2 separate regions of the Mus musculus genome follow, and region 1 is linked to region 2. A link is a contact called in public HiChIP or PLAC-seq data. All regions are on one chromosome and are shown on one strand. Each heading gives the region's core, a stretch centred on a gene start, on an enhancer-like site or on the middle of the called end of the contact. The rest is flanking DNA. Distances are from core to core; before and after follow the strand shown.

Region 1 (6,267 bases), core at 820-3,319, 2.8 Mb before region 2:
AGGAGAGAGCCCAGCACGAGGGGATGTCTAACCTCAGGATCCGGCCTCTGTGGTGAGAGGCCTGGAGTGGACATGGGGCAGTAAAGCTACTCACCTCTCGACTGCAATCCCTGTCGCAGGTCAAGGTCAGGGAGGTTGACTGCCGCCTTCTGAAGAATTTCCCTGTGCAATTTCTCTCCTCCTGTAGGTGAGTGGGGGCAAGAGCTAGAGGCACCTTCCCACATTTCTGGAAAGAGGGACTATCCTCAAACCAGAGATGCAAGGCAGACCCAGAAAAGAGTGGCTGGGAGGAACAGATGCACACCCATTAATATAAACGGCAGGACATGCACATAGATGATTACAGGAGAGGTAACCATAAGTTATCGTTCCCAAAGAAAACCATGTCTATTGAAGATGGTGGGTGAAGCCATGTCAACAGGCAATGCCTGTTCCTGGGTCATGAGTCAGTAAATTTAACCACTACTTTAAATGTGAATGGTAAAAAGAACATTTTAAAAATTTTCTGGTTCTGTCTTTAAACAGCATCATCTTCTTTTTTTCTTTTTCTTTTTCTTCTTTTTTTTTTTTTTTTTTTTTTTTGTTGGTGGCACCAGGTACATGCTAAATAAGACTCTATCACTGAGCCACATGATGCTGTTGTAGTGAGATATTGCAATAATTTATAGTAAGAAAGGGTATTAAAGAGAATCTTTTTTTTTTTCCTTTGATTACTTGGGTTGTGTGAGAGTAATGTCTACAGAAGTTAGAGAACAGCTGTGGAAGTCAGATCTCTCCACCATGTGGGTCCCAGGGTCCCTTCAAACCACCAAACCATCTCAGGGCCCAAAAATCTGATTTTGAAAAAGGCTTCAACATTACAACTGCTGGTGAAGTGGTCAGGTGACATGAAAGAAGGCAAGAGAGGAGGGGACTTCTCTTCCTCCAGGAGGCAGTCTAGGATCTGGAAGAAGGTGACTCACCCCATCCTCCAGGAAGTCGCAGTCTTTAGGCTGTCTCTCCTGGGTGGAAGTACACTCTGTCTCTTTAATCCTGAACTGGAGTGGGATATTGGTAGCAGGATTCTAAAGAAGCAACAGAGAACTCATGAACATCTCTCTTCTACAGGTTAGGGAACAAAGCACAGAGGGGCCACATGATATTGCCTGCATCAGTCTAGTCCAAGTCTGTCCTGTCCACCAATATCTGGGACTTATTAAATGGCCATAATGGAGACCTACAGGGTAAAGTCAGTGGTGGTATATGCCTGAATCTCTGTACTAAGAGACTGGGGCAGGTGGATCTCTGTGAGTTCAAGGCCAGTCTGATCTACATAGCAAGTTCCAAGTCAGTTAGGGTGACATAAATAAAGGGTTCAACCAGGCATGGTGGCACAAACCTGTCAGGAGGTGGAGGCAGGAGAATCAGGAGTTCAAGGCCATCCTTAGCTACATAGCAAGTTCCATGTAGCCTGGGCTACATGACATTCTGTCTAAAAAAAAATGTGCTCTTTCCCACCAACAGTTATGTGACACTCTTGTGATTGCCCTTCAGTATCCTCTTATATAAAATAGGAACAAGATTTTTGTCCCTTCTCTTCATGTCTCATGCCAGGAGACTGGCTGAGAGTATAGACATGTCCTATCTGTGAATAGAAGTGGCTGGCCTAGAATTCATTACCTAGCTGAGACTAACCCTGAACTTCCCATCCTCCTGCATCCGTCTGTGGAGTGCTAGGATTCAAATTCAGGCTTTCTTGCATGCAAGGCAGACACTCAACCAACTGAGCTACTTCCCCAGCACCCGGGTAAGAGAAACGTGCACTGCCTGTTTTCCAGATTGGAATGGCAGATACTCACCTGACTAGAAGGCGGAGTGGCACTTAGCAGGCGGAAGAGGGGTCTTCCTTGCCGCCCTTGGTTGTATGCCTCTATGGCTCTATCAACAATCTCCTCATATCTTAGTTGTCGAAGGGCCTCACAGGAGACCACAGCCAAGGCCACCACCAATACAAAGGTCTTCCACAGCCCTGCCATTGTCTCTGACACACTACCACTCTTGGCCCCTTTTATGTAGATGATATTGAGACTGCCTTGCCCAAGAACTGCCGGTGACATAAAGGTCTGGTGTCTCTAGAAAGAGGACCCCTCCTTTCCTTGGCTAGAGATCAAATATTAGCCAATGTTATGAAACACTGTTGGCCAAGAAAGGCAAGGAGGTTTGGGCAATAAACCAGGACATCAACGTGAGTCCTAAGCTAGGAGCAAGAGACTTGTGGGCAGGCTGGGCCTGCCTGTTCACTCTGGGCCTCAGTGTCCCTGTCGACCCTCTCCAGACCTGCCCGTTCACAGCTCTTCGGTCTACCTGGCTCTTCTGCTTTGATCCCGAAAATAGCTGCCCAGAACCCACGGACTCCACGTGTGAGCTCATCACCCAGGTTCATAAAGAGATGCTGTGAAGCCACACTCAAGGCGCTACCCACAGTGTTAACTACATTTTTAAAATACATGAACTTAGCCAGGCAGTGGTGGCGCACGCCTTTAATCCCAGCACTTGGGAGGCAGAGGCAGGTGGATTTCTGAGTTCGAGGCCAGCCTGTTCTACAAAGTGAGTTCCAGGACAGCCAGGGCTACACAGAGAAACCCTGTCTCAAAAAAAACAAAAACAAACCAAAAATACATGAACTTTTAAAACACTGAGTGTCACCACATCTTGACTTTTAAATTTTGCTTATGGACTGGGCATGGTGGCACACATCTTTAAACCCAGTATTTGGGAGACACAGCCGGGTGGATCTCCGTGAGTTCAAGGCCAGACTGGTTTTCATAATGAGTCTCAAGCCAGCCAGAGCTACATAGTAAGACCCAGTCTTTAAAAAATAAAAGTGTGGTATGGTAGTGCACACCTTCAATTCCAGCACTTGGTCGGCAGAGGCAGGAGGGTATAAGCATTACAGCTCTGAGGAAAAGGGATCATAGCCATAGGGAGCCAACCAAGGAACACTGCATAAATCATCACACAAGAGATTTATTGGGAAAGACACAAGAAAAATGGCTGCCTCTGCTGGGAGGGAGGGAAGAAGCTTCAAAGAGCTGAGCAAGGGGTAGGGGGAGCTTTCCAGGGTGGCCTGGGATTGGTGGGATTTTATGACTTCATCTTGGGCAAGCTCAGGCATTGGTGGGATTCTATGGCCTGGTCTTGGGCTTTTTTTTTTTTTTTTTCCCTGTAAGGTAGAGCTTGGCCACCTTCATCTCAAGGGGCTGGAAGTCTGGCTACTTGCACCTCAAGGGGCTTATTTACAGAAGGTCTCTGTGAGTTCAAGACCAGCCTGGTCTATATAAGGAGTTCCAGGAAGACTACATAGTGAGTCCCTGTCTTAATAAATAATTAAAATGAAATAAAATATTTATTTATTATATTTTATTATTTAGTATATGTACATGCACACATAGCCATGACACAAGTATGGAATCCAGATCTATTTGGGAGGGGTCTACTGAGCAGGCAGAATAGAGAGAAGAGGGAGGGGAGGAAGGAATAGGAGAGGAAGGAGAAGCGCAGGCCTTTATGTCAGGGACTTTATAAAGGGTACCCAACTCCTGGTAACAGTAGAAACGTGTTGCGTTTGCAGACTGGTGATGCCATAGCTGCCAGAGCTGAATGTCACCGAAGGCGGGCTGGGGGAGCACCTGGTCCCTAACAGTTCTCTCTTCCACGTGGGTCCCAGGATAAACATCAGGACATCAGGCTTACAAAGCAAATACCTTTTACCCACTGGCCATCTCTTTGTCAGTCATCCTTAGCCTTTTGGATAAGATCAAGGATAAAACTTTGAAAAATTAAGACCTGACAATCCATGGCCCTCCAGCCCCTCACAGAGCTGACATTAGCATCCTCACTGTGTTTTGCCCCCAGCAGCTCACTGTGCAAAGGGACAAAAATTCCTGTTAGTGGGTATAGGTCGTCCCGGGAAGCATCTTCAGAGAGGACCAAAAAGGCCCCACCTTTCTGCTAGTGGAAATGGCTGTTAGCTTCCCCGCCATCCCATGGCTAAGGAGCCATTGTTATCAGGTGACAAACCAGCCTGCCTCCATCTTAGGCTTAGAAGCCATCTTATAGTAAAGACAAGCTAGGCCCAGTCCTGCTTAGGATTAAATGTCTGTAACCTTAACTATAAATGGTTCTGCACTTCCTGGTCCAGGAAAAAGGCAACTATCTCTTTGTTTCAAAACGAATACTAACTATCTTGCAACCCTACCTCCGTTTCAAAAGGTTATTTTGACCTCAAATTCAAAAACTTCTTGCCTTAGCTGCTTGAGTGCAGCATTGGTGATGGGATGTTATTTTATTGTGGTTTTAAATCACATTTTACTAATGGCTAATTATTTTTAGCATGTTTTATGTGCTTAGTGTCTATCTGTCTGTCTTTTAGCAAAATGCTCATCCAAATCTGTAAAGTTTCTTTTCCCCTTTTTCTTTAATTAATTAATCAATTCATTTCTCACAGTTAGAGTTTGAGGAAAAGAAAAAAAAAAAAAAACTAGGCAGGCAAATTGTAAATCCTAGCAACTGCCAGGAGAAGGAAGCCTAAGAGAAAGACAGAAAACCGTCCCTTTTGAGTTAGGGTCTGCAAGCTGCTGTAGAAAGTATGTGTGGGCCAGGGGAGGGGAGGAGCCTTCGGAGGAAACACTGAGAAAGCCAGAGGGTCAGGGCAAACATGCTTAAGATTTGGACTGGTGTCCAAGGAAGAGATGGAAAGGGAAAAGTTACACTTTTGGAGTTAGAATTTAGAAAAGTGAGCAGGCGGGAGCTGGAGAAATGGCTCAGTGGTTAAGAACCCTGGCTCTTGTTGTAGAGGGCTTGGATTCTGCCTGTAACTCCAGTCCTAGGGGAACTGTTGCTCTCTTCTGACAGCCTCAGGAACAGGAACTCATGTGGTGCAGGCATACATGTAGGCAAAACACTCATACACATAAAACAAAATAATAGTGGTTTTGTTTTTTAAAGACATTAAGAAAAGGCAAGTGCTCAGGTGTTAATCCCAGCACTAGTGAGGCAAAGGCAGGCAGATATATCTGAGTTTGCAGCCAGCGTTGTCGATGAAGTGAGTTCTAGGACAGTAACACAGAGAAACCCTGTCTTAACCCCTGCTCCCCATGAAAAGGGGGAAAGTAAGCTTAGTACAGCTCGGTAAACAATTGCCTGCCCTCCCAGCTCCCTCCCTCTGTCCCTTCCTTCCTTCCTCTCTTCCCTTATATTTTTTTTCCTTCTTTCTTAAGATATGGAGTCGTGCTGTGTGACCCAGGCAGGGCTTTAATTTCTGGGCTCAGGTAATTTTCCTGCTTCCACCTCCTGAGTAACTGGGCTGTCAAAGACCACACTCAGCTTGCACATTTTAGAATACAGTTATGCGAATTGTCCATAATTGTTTTAACACTAAATGTTTTATATTTCAGGTTTGGAGTGTTGGCAGATACCTGTAATCCCAGCACTTGGGAGGTGGAGGCAGGGGGATCAGTACAAGGACATCCACAGCTACAGGTCTAACAAGAGACCCTGTTTTTTGTTTTGTTTTTAAAGAGAGAAAGACCGTAAAGTTCAGTAGGCAGAGGGGTGCAGAGGATTTGGGAGGAGGGGAAATATAAGCAGAATATATTATATATGAAATCTAATAAAGGGGCTGTAGGATGGCTCAGTGGTCAGGAGCATTTGCTGTTCTTGCTGAGGGCCCAGGTTCACCCCCAGGAACACCTGGTAGGTCATAGGGCATCTGACACCCTCTTCTGGATCCCAAGGGCATCTGTAATACAGCACTCAGGCATACACATAAAATAGATAAATCTTTTTAAATTTTTAATTAAAAAGTATAAGATGGCCATTAGAGGATGGCAGATTTGGTAAAATCGAGCCTTTAGGGGTCAGGGTGCAGCTCACTGGTGAAGCACTCACCTGGCCTGTGTGGATGGCTGGGGTTACGATCCCCAGCACTGAAGAAAAACAGTCAAGGCTTTAGACTCAGTGGTGTCTGCAGGTTTCTAAGCCAAGGCTCTCCACAAGTCTGAGACACTCACATGGTCCTCAAAATTGACAAAGAAAGGAAGAATGAAGAGACGCTTAGTGGTTAAGAGCTTTTGCCGCTCTTGCAGAGAACCCAGGGTCTCTGGGTCCTATAGGGCTATAGAGCTAAAGAGAGGCACTTCCAAGAAAAGCACCCCACCTCCCGCAAGAAACTCATCCACCTATGAACTTCAAAAGGCAGGTTCGGGTGGGTGCCCCCCACCCCAAATT
Region 2 (5,837 bases), core at 866-3,365:
AGGAAGAATATGGAACTGGGAAGGCAGGGCTGGCTGCGAGGAAGGGAGCAAGGGCTACAGGATCTAGCTCAGGCCTGGGGAAGGCAATGCATTCTTGCTCTTCCTCCATTGACTGGGGTCTGGATGCTGCCCACCTCCCTAGAGTGGGGCCTCCAAGGGGCTGACAGGTTCGCTCGTTGCCTGGCAACTGAGAGAGCTGTTGGCTGTTGCTAGGAGCAGACTAGGGAGGCCAGAGGAGCAAAGCTCTAAAGCACAGGGCTGGGCCGAGGGGGAAGGGGCTGGCTGGAAGAGGGATCTGTCTGTCTTCAGCGTGTAGTAGACTGTGCTCGGCTGTGTGTGCTCATGTCCATGGTGTGTTCTGTGAATCTGTCACGTTGGAGGTAAGTCCTACAAGTGGATAGATAGATAGATAGATAGATAGATAGATAGATAGATAGATAGATAGATAGATAGATAGAGAACAGCACTGTCCACAGGTAGCAGTATGTGTTCTTATCCTATTTCTTGCATGCCTAGGGCAGGGCCCGCTTAGGCTTCAGGTAGGTTCCCCGAGGGAACCACTGGATGATTACAGGCTAATGACACCTCCACAGGGAAGACATTCTGATGATTGAGACACACGGACACTCCAGAGCAAGCCAGCAAGTTGGAGGGTAGAAGCTGGAACACGCGCTTTGTCCAGGTAGTGCTGTTCTCACAGGAGGCTGTGTCCAACTCTTTTTTTTTTAAACATTTATTTATTATTATATGTAAGTACACTGTAGCTGTCTTCAGACACCCCAGAAGAGGGTCTCAGATCTCATTATAGATGGTTGTGAGCCACCATGTGGTTGCTGGGATTTGAACTCGGGACCTGCGGAAGAGCAGTCAATGCTCTTAACCGCTGAGCCATCCCTCCCGCCCCCCATTTATTTATTATTACATGTAAGTACACTGTAGCTGTCTTCAGACACACCAGAAGAAGGTGTCAGATCTCATTAAGGATGGTTGTGAGCCACCATGTGGGTACTGGGATTTGAACTCAGGATCTCCAGAAGAGCAGTCGGCACTCTTAACCGCTGAGTCATCTCTCCAGCCCTGTGACCAACTCTTAATGGCAGTGTCCTTCTCTGGCTTTAGTCTGGGGCCACTCAGAACACCTTGCACACTTCAATCGTCCAATCAAAGTTGGTGGGTCATAGGCCCCTCTTAAAAAGCAGATCACAAAGATTGGAAATAGCTCCACTTCCACCTTTGCACAGCCACAGGATCACAGCCACTACCCAGAAGAGACATGGAACTGAAGAAGCCTCTAGAAGCTGACAGAGGATGGAAGGAACAGATTATAGGATCATGGCAACGTTTGTTTCCTTAAGTCCAATGACAACTCTCTCTTGTCTATCTCTCCTAGAGTCCAGTCTCATTGGTCTCTGGTTGAAGCCCCGGATTGCTGCCTGCAGGAGAAAGGTTCCCAACCTATCAGGCAAAAGGACGACGTTTAGATGACAGAAGATAGTCCACTCAAAGGTGTAAAGGCGGCAGTGAACTCTTTTTGTTTTTAATGTGGTGCAACCTACACAGAAGAGGAGGGGGCGCTGCTTTAAAGAAAATCGAGGTCCAGAAAGAGATCATGTGACCCTCCGCAGAGTTTAGTAGATCTCCAAATAAGTTTATAGGCTCAGTTTTAGCAAGTGAAGAAGACACACCTCCTCCATCTTACTCTCATAATTCACAAATGCTCAGAGTCCTGGTTTCTATTTGGCCTGTGGCGAGGGCAGGTAGTCCTGACCCTTGGGCTACTAGATCAACTAGTCCTACAGTCCAGAAACAGAGCCTCAGGCTCTCAGCATCCAATCGGAGACTAGCTCCTCCTGCAGCCCGCCCAGAGGCCTAAGCCTGTGTTAGCTCTACCCTTGGTGTCTTCCCTCGTTGCGGCCCCGCTCTCAGCTTGCGCCTAAGGCTGGACTGAGCCTAACTTCTCCCTTGGCTCCGCCCTCCAACCAATCACCATCCCTAAATTTCCTTCGGCCCCTCCTCCAGACCCGCCCCGGCCCAGTCGCGGGCTTGGTTCGCCCGGGCCCCACCCCTGGCCCGCCCCGCCGTCGGTGCGCGGCGGCCGGGAAGGCGCCTCCCGCAGTCGCTCGGAACTGCGGACCTGAGAGCTTCCCGCAGAGGGCCGGCGGTGGGAGCGGAGTGGGTCGGGCGGGGCCGAGCCGGGCCGTGGGCCGTGTGGGGGCCAGGCCGGGCCGGCGGACGGCAGGATGGGCTGCACCGTGAGCGCCGAGGACAAGGCGGCAGCCGAGCGCTCTAAAATGATCGACAAGAACCTGCGGGAGGACGGCGAGAAGGCGGCGCGGGAGGTGAAGTTGCTTCTGTTAGGTGAGGCAGCGCCCCGTTCTGGGACCCTTGACTCTCTACGCTAATCCCCAGACAAGGACCTGAAACTGCTCAGCCTGGCCTTGCACCCTACACCTGCGCTTGAAACCAGTAGGAGCCACCCTTTTAAGATCCGAAACTCTGGATTGGTCTAGATTTATAATCCTAGTCCAGACTTCATTCAGACCCTCAACTCATCCCAGATCCCACACACCAAACCTTGTATGACTATCTCCCCCCCCCCTTGTTATCCAGTCTCAAGAGAACTCAGACCCTGCCGTGTATTTCCGCACTTTCTCAGGCTTTTCTTAAACCCTCAGCACCCTGCCGGCTCCCACCTTCAAGCCCCACCTGTTCTATTTCTCTTGGCACGAGCATTCCTTGGGACCCTGGTCAAGCCTCGACCCACTCCCTCTTTTCCTTACTCTGGGATCTGTATTCTCCCTCTTTGCACTCTGACCCTTCAAGAACCTCTTTAAGAGGGAAACTGACTACTCTCAAGTTCTCTGTAGCAGGATTCCCCGCAGGGCCTCTGTTCCAGGTCACCAGATCTCTCTTTCTCTCTGTGTGTGTGTGTCTCTCTCTCTCTCTCTGTCTCTCTCCCTCCCTCTCTCTGCAGGTATCAACCCCCAAATCATCTGCCCCTCTTTTAAGGCTTTTCTCACACTCTGCCGTTCCCTTGCTTCTGCGCCCTCCTGCCCCAGGTGGGCCTTGTTGATAGGAGGAGGGGCACCAGGGGCTGGGGTGGGCCTAGGCTGAGCTGGGCAGACCCTTTGCAAGAGGTTGGTCTGACTCTGAGAGTCACACTGGGAAACAGGGGCCAGGCCTCTAGCATTTGCGGGAAGTTCCATTCCCTGGGATCCAAGGCTTGTCTGGGCCAGGGCCAGGGGAGTCTGGGCAATAGGAGGGAACATGGAGGAGTTAGGGTTGTTGTCACTTCCAAGGCCAAGGAAGATGGTGGCTGCTGGGATGGGGGGGAAGTGGAAGTAGTGAACCAACCGACATATTGCTGCCCCTGTGTGCCGGCCTGGAGAGATCTGCTGACGGCTGCTGGGCTTCTCACACTCGGGGCTGGAACGCCAGGGATATGGCCTAGGATACTGAGTAGACCTGTTGGTTCCCCAGAGGAATACTGTGATGTGGGGGTGGTGGGCAAGCTGAATGAGGGGCTGGTAAGGAGTCTGCTGCCTGTAGCCCCGTGTGCGCTCAAGCATCCCAGCTAGGCTTTGGCAGAGGCAGTGGGCCTGATGCTTGTGTCCAGACCCACACCGGTCGTCAGAGTGGCTCCCTGTGGAAGCCTGACTTGAGAAGACCAGTTCCTCTGGATTGTGGGGAGCAAGGCCCTAGCAGCAGCAGAAGCCGCGCAGCAGCGTAATCGGCTGGATAGTATGTGGGGGGGTGTGGCCCCTCAGCCCCAGGGCCGCCTTGGGGGCCTGCATGCTGTGAAAAGCCTGGCTTTTTTTATTTTTTATTTTTTGGCCAGGCCTGTGGCCGAGAAACATGTACGTCTTTATGGATCCATCTGTTGACTGTCCCGGCGGACCCGGCCTGGGGGCACAGCCCCGGAGGTTTCAAAATGGCATCCGCTCCACTGCTGCCGCGGGGAGGAAGAGAAGGGGCGGGAAGGGGCGGCGGCCCAGCCTCCTGGGCTGCTTTGCGTTGGGCGCTTGCCTCTTCCTGTCTCTGCTGCGAGTGCGGCGAGCAGTGAGTGGGTGTCGACGCGGCGGCGGCAGCGGCAGCGGCGGAATGTCCGTTGCTGCTGGGCCTAGGGAGGGCACTTCCGGGACCGCTACCTCCCAGTGCCCAGCCCGGAGCCCCTTACCAACCCCTCCCAGGTTTATTGGCAGTTATTGTGGTGGCCAAGGAGATGTGGATCTGGACCAGAGAGCAGGGGGAAGGGGGCTGCACAGGACGCCTGGCCTGTTCTGTAACACACGGTTTCCTCTATGCAGACAGGCTTGTCCCTTAGAGCTCAGCTCAGCTTTTGGGCCCGGCTAGGCGATACCTGGTATCCTTTCCTACCCTAGGCTGGCAGTAGCCAGTGATATAGGGTCTGGCTTAGCACTTTCTCACACAACAGTCCATCCCAGGATCCTGTCCCTCTGGCCTTTTCTTCCTCTAAAATGGAATTCCTGCCTTGTGTCAGCGGAGTACCCGCGGTGAGACTAAGACCCTGCAAAGGGTGTGCAGCCAAGGGCTCAGAGCTCTGTCTGAAATGGACAACCCAGTCTTCATGACCAGTCTGTCACTGCTACCTGGGAAGGGATCTTGACTTGAGCTAATCAACTCCCCATCAAGGAATAAGGTGACAACAGGACCCCAGCTGTAGCAGGTTAGGGATTCTGGGCACCAGTTCTACATAGCCGGAGACTCTGTCCAGGCAACGGGGACTTAAACTGGGAAAGTGCCAATCTTCCCTCCCAGCCAGAACCACGCCTGCTGCCCCACCCGCCGCACAATGTCTCCCTCCATACCCTGTATCCCTGCCAGAAGGCGGGCACAGTCACTGTCACCAGGGCAGAGGCAGATGTGGTACACTCTAGCAAGATAGTTTCCCCTGGCAGCTTGGTCAGGCAAGTAGAGAAGCTGATACCAGTCTCCCTGCAGGGCAACCCCCTAGACACCTCCCACACACACACACACTTTAACCAGACAGACTAGCTAGGCCCAGATAGATTTGGGGGGCTCTGGTGACAACCTGAGCTGGACACATCACGAGAAACAGTGTCCACCATGGACTCTACAAAGTCTCAGAGTACAGCTGCGTCTGTCTGGCTGCAGGACTTTGTATCTCCCCTACATAATTGTTCCTTAACATTCCATCCATGGATCTCCTTCCAGAATCCGTCCTGAGGTCCCACCAAGGCTAATGTGGCCTCTCTGCCCCCTGGGTTCCCGCTTTCCCACTAGAGTGTGGTTTTGGCCCCTGAGACAAGGCAGAGCGGGGTCCTTTTCATTTGTGCGCTGAGTGAAGGGTGTATGTGGTGAACTTGGGTTGGGGGGTGAGTAGGTAGAGTTTACCGGGTCACAGTTTGGCACACTGTGTGAGCAGGTGACAAGTGCTCTTTGGAAGACCAGTGACCAAGATTGAGGAGATGCTGAAAGAAAAGCCCTTTGGTTCTTCTTGGCCATCACAGGCTGTGCAGGTGCCCCGGGGCAGTCCTCACTCTGTCCCCTGCAGATCCCCTGCTGCCCAGACTGCAGCCTGTGCGGGAGCGCAGCACACAGTAGGACTATATGTGAAAGTGCCTGTACAGACTCAGTTCTCCTCTATTTGGGGACAACTGAGAGCTCTGGGGCTCAACCTTGCTGCAGGAGCCCCAGGCTTGTTAGTCAAAGGCAGGCCTTTGTAGATTTACAAAAGGAAGGGAGTTTTGTAGCCTGCGTCCTGTCTGACTAGCAAAAGGCATTTTGGCATTGGTGCATACTAAGTATGTGTGGAGAACGACGCTCCTGATCACATCTTGGAGCAGGCCATGTCC

The links. HiChIP or PLAC-seq counts read pairs in DNA pulled down with a chosen protein or histone mark.
Region 1: an H3K27ac HiChIP or PLAC-seq map of bone marrow-derived dendritic cells shows a contact between it and region 2, with 5 times the contacts expected there. The contact joins the promoter of Ngp here to the promoter of Gnai2 in region 2.

What each region holds. Positions count from the first base shown.
Region 1 is chr9:110,415,610-110,421,876 of GRCm38.p6, reverse strand. Ngp (neutrophilic granule protein) reads right to left here and starts at 2,069. Exons shown (of 4, transcript NM_008694.2): 1 at 1,839-2,069; 2 at 963-1,064; 3 at 95-181. The coding sequence starts at 2,015.
Region 2 is chr9:107,631,621-107,637,457 of GRCm38.p6, reverse strand. Gnai2 (guanine nucleotide binding protein (G protein), alpha inhibiting 2) reads left to right here and starts at 2,115. Exons shown (of 9, transcript NM_008138.5): 1 at 2,115-2,358. The coding sequence starts at 2,241.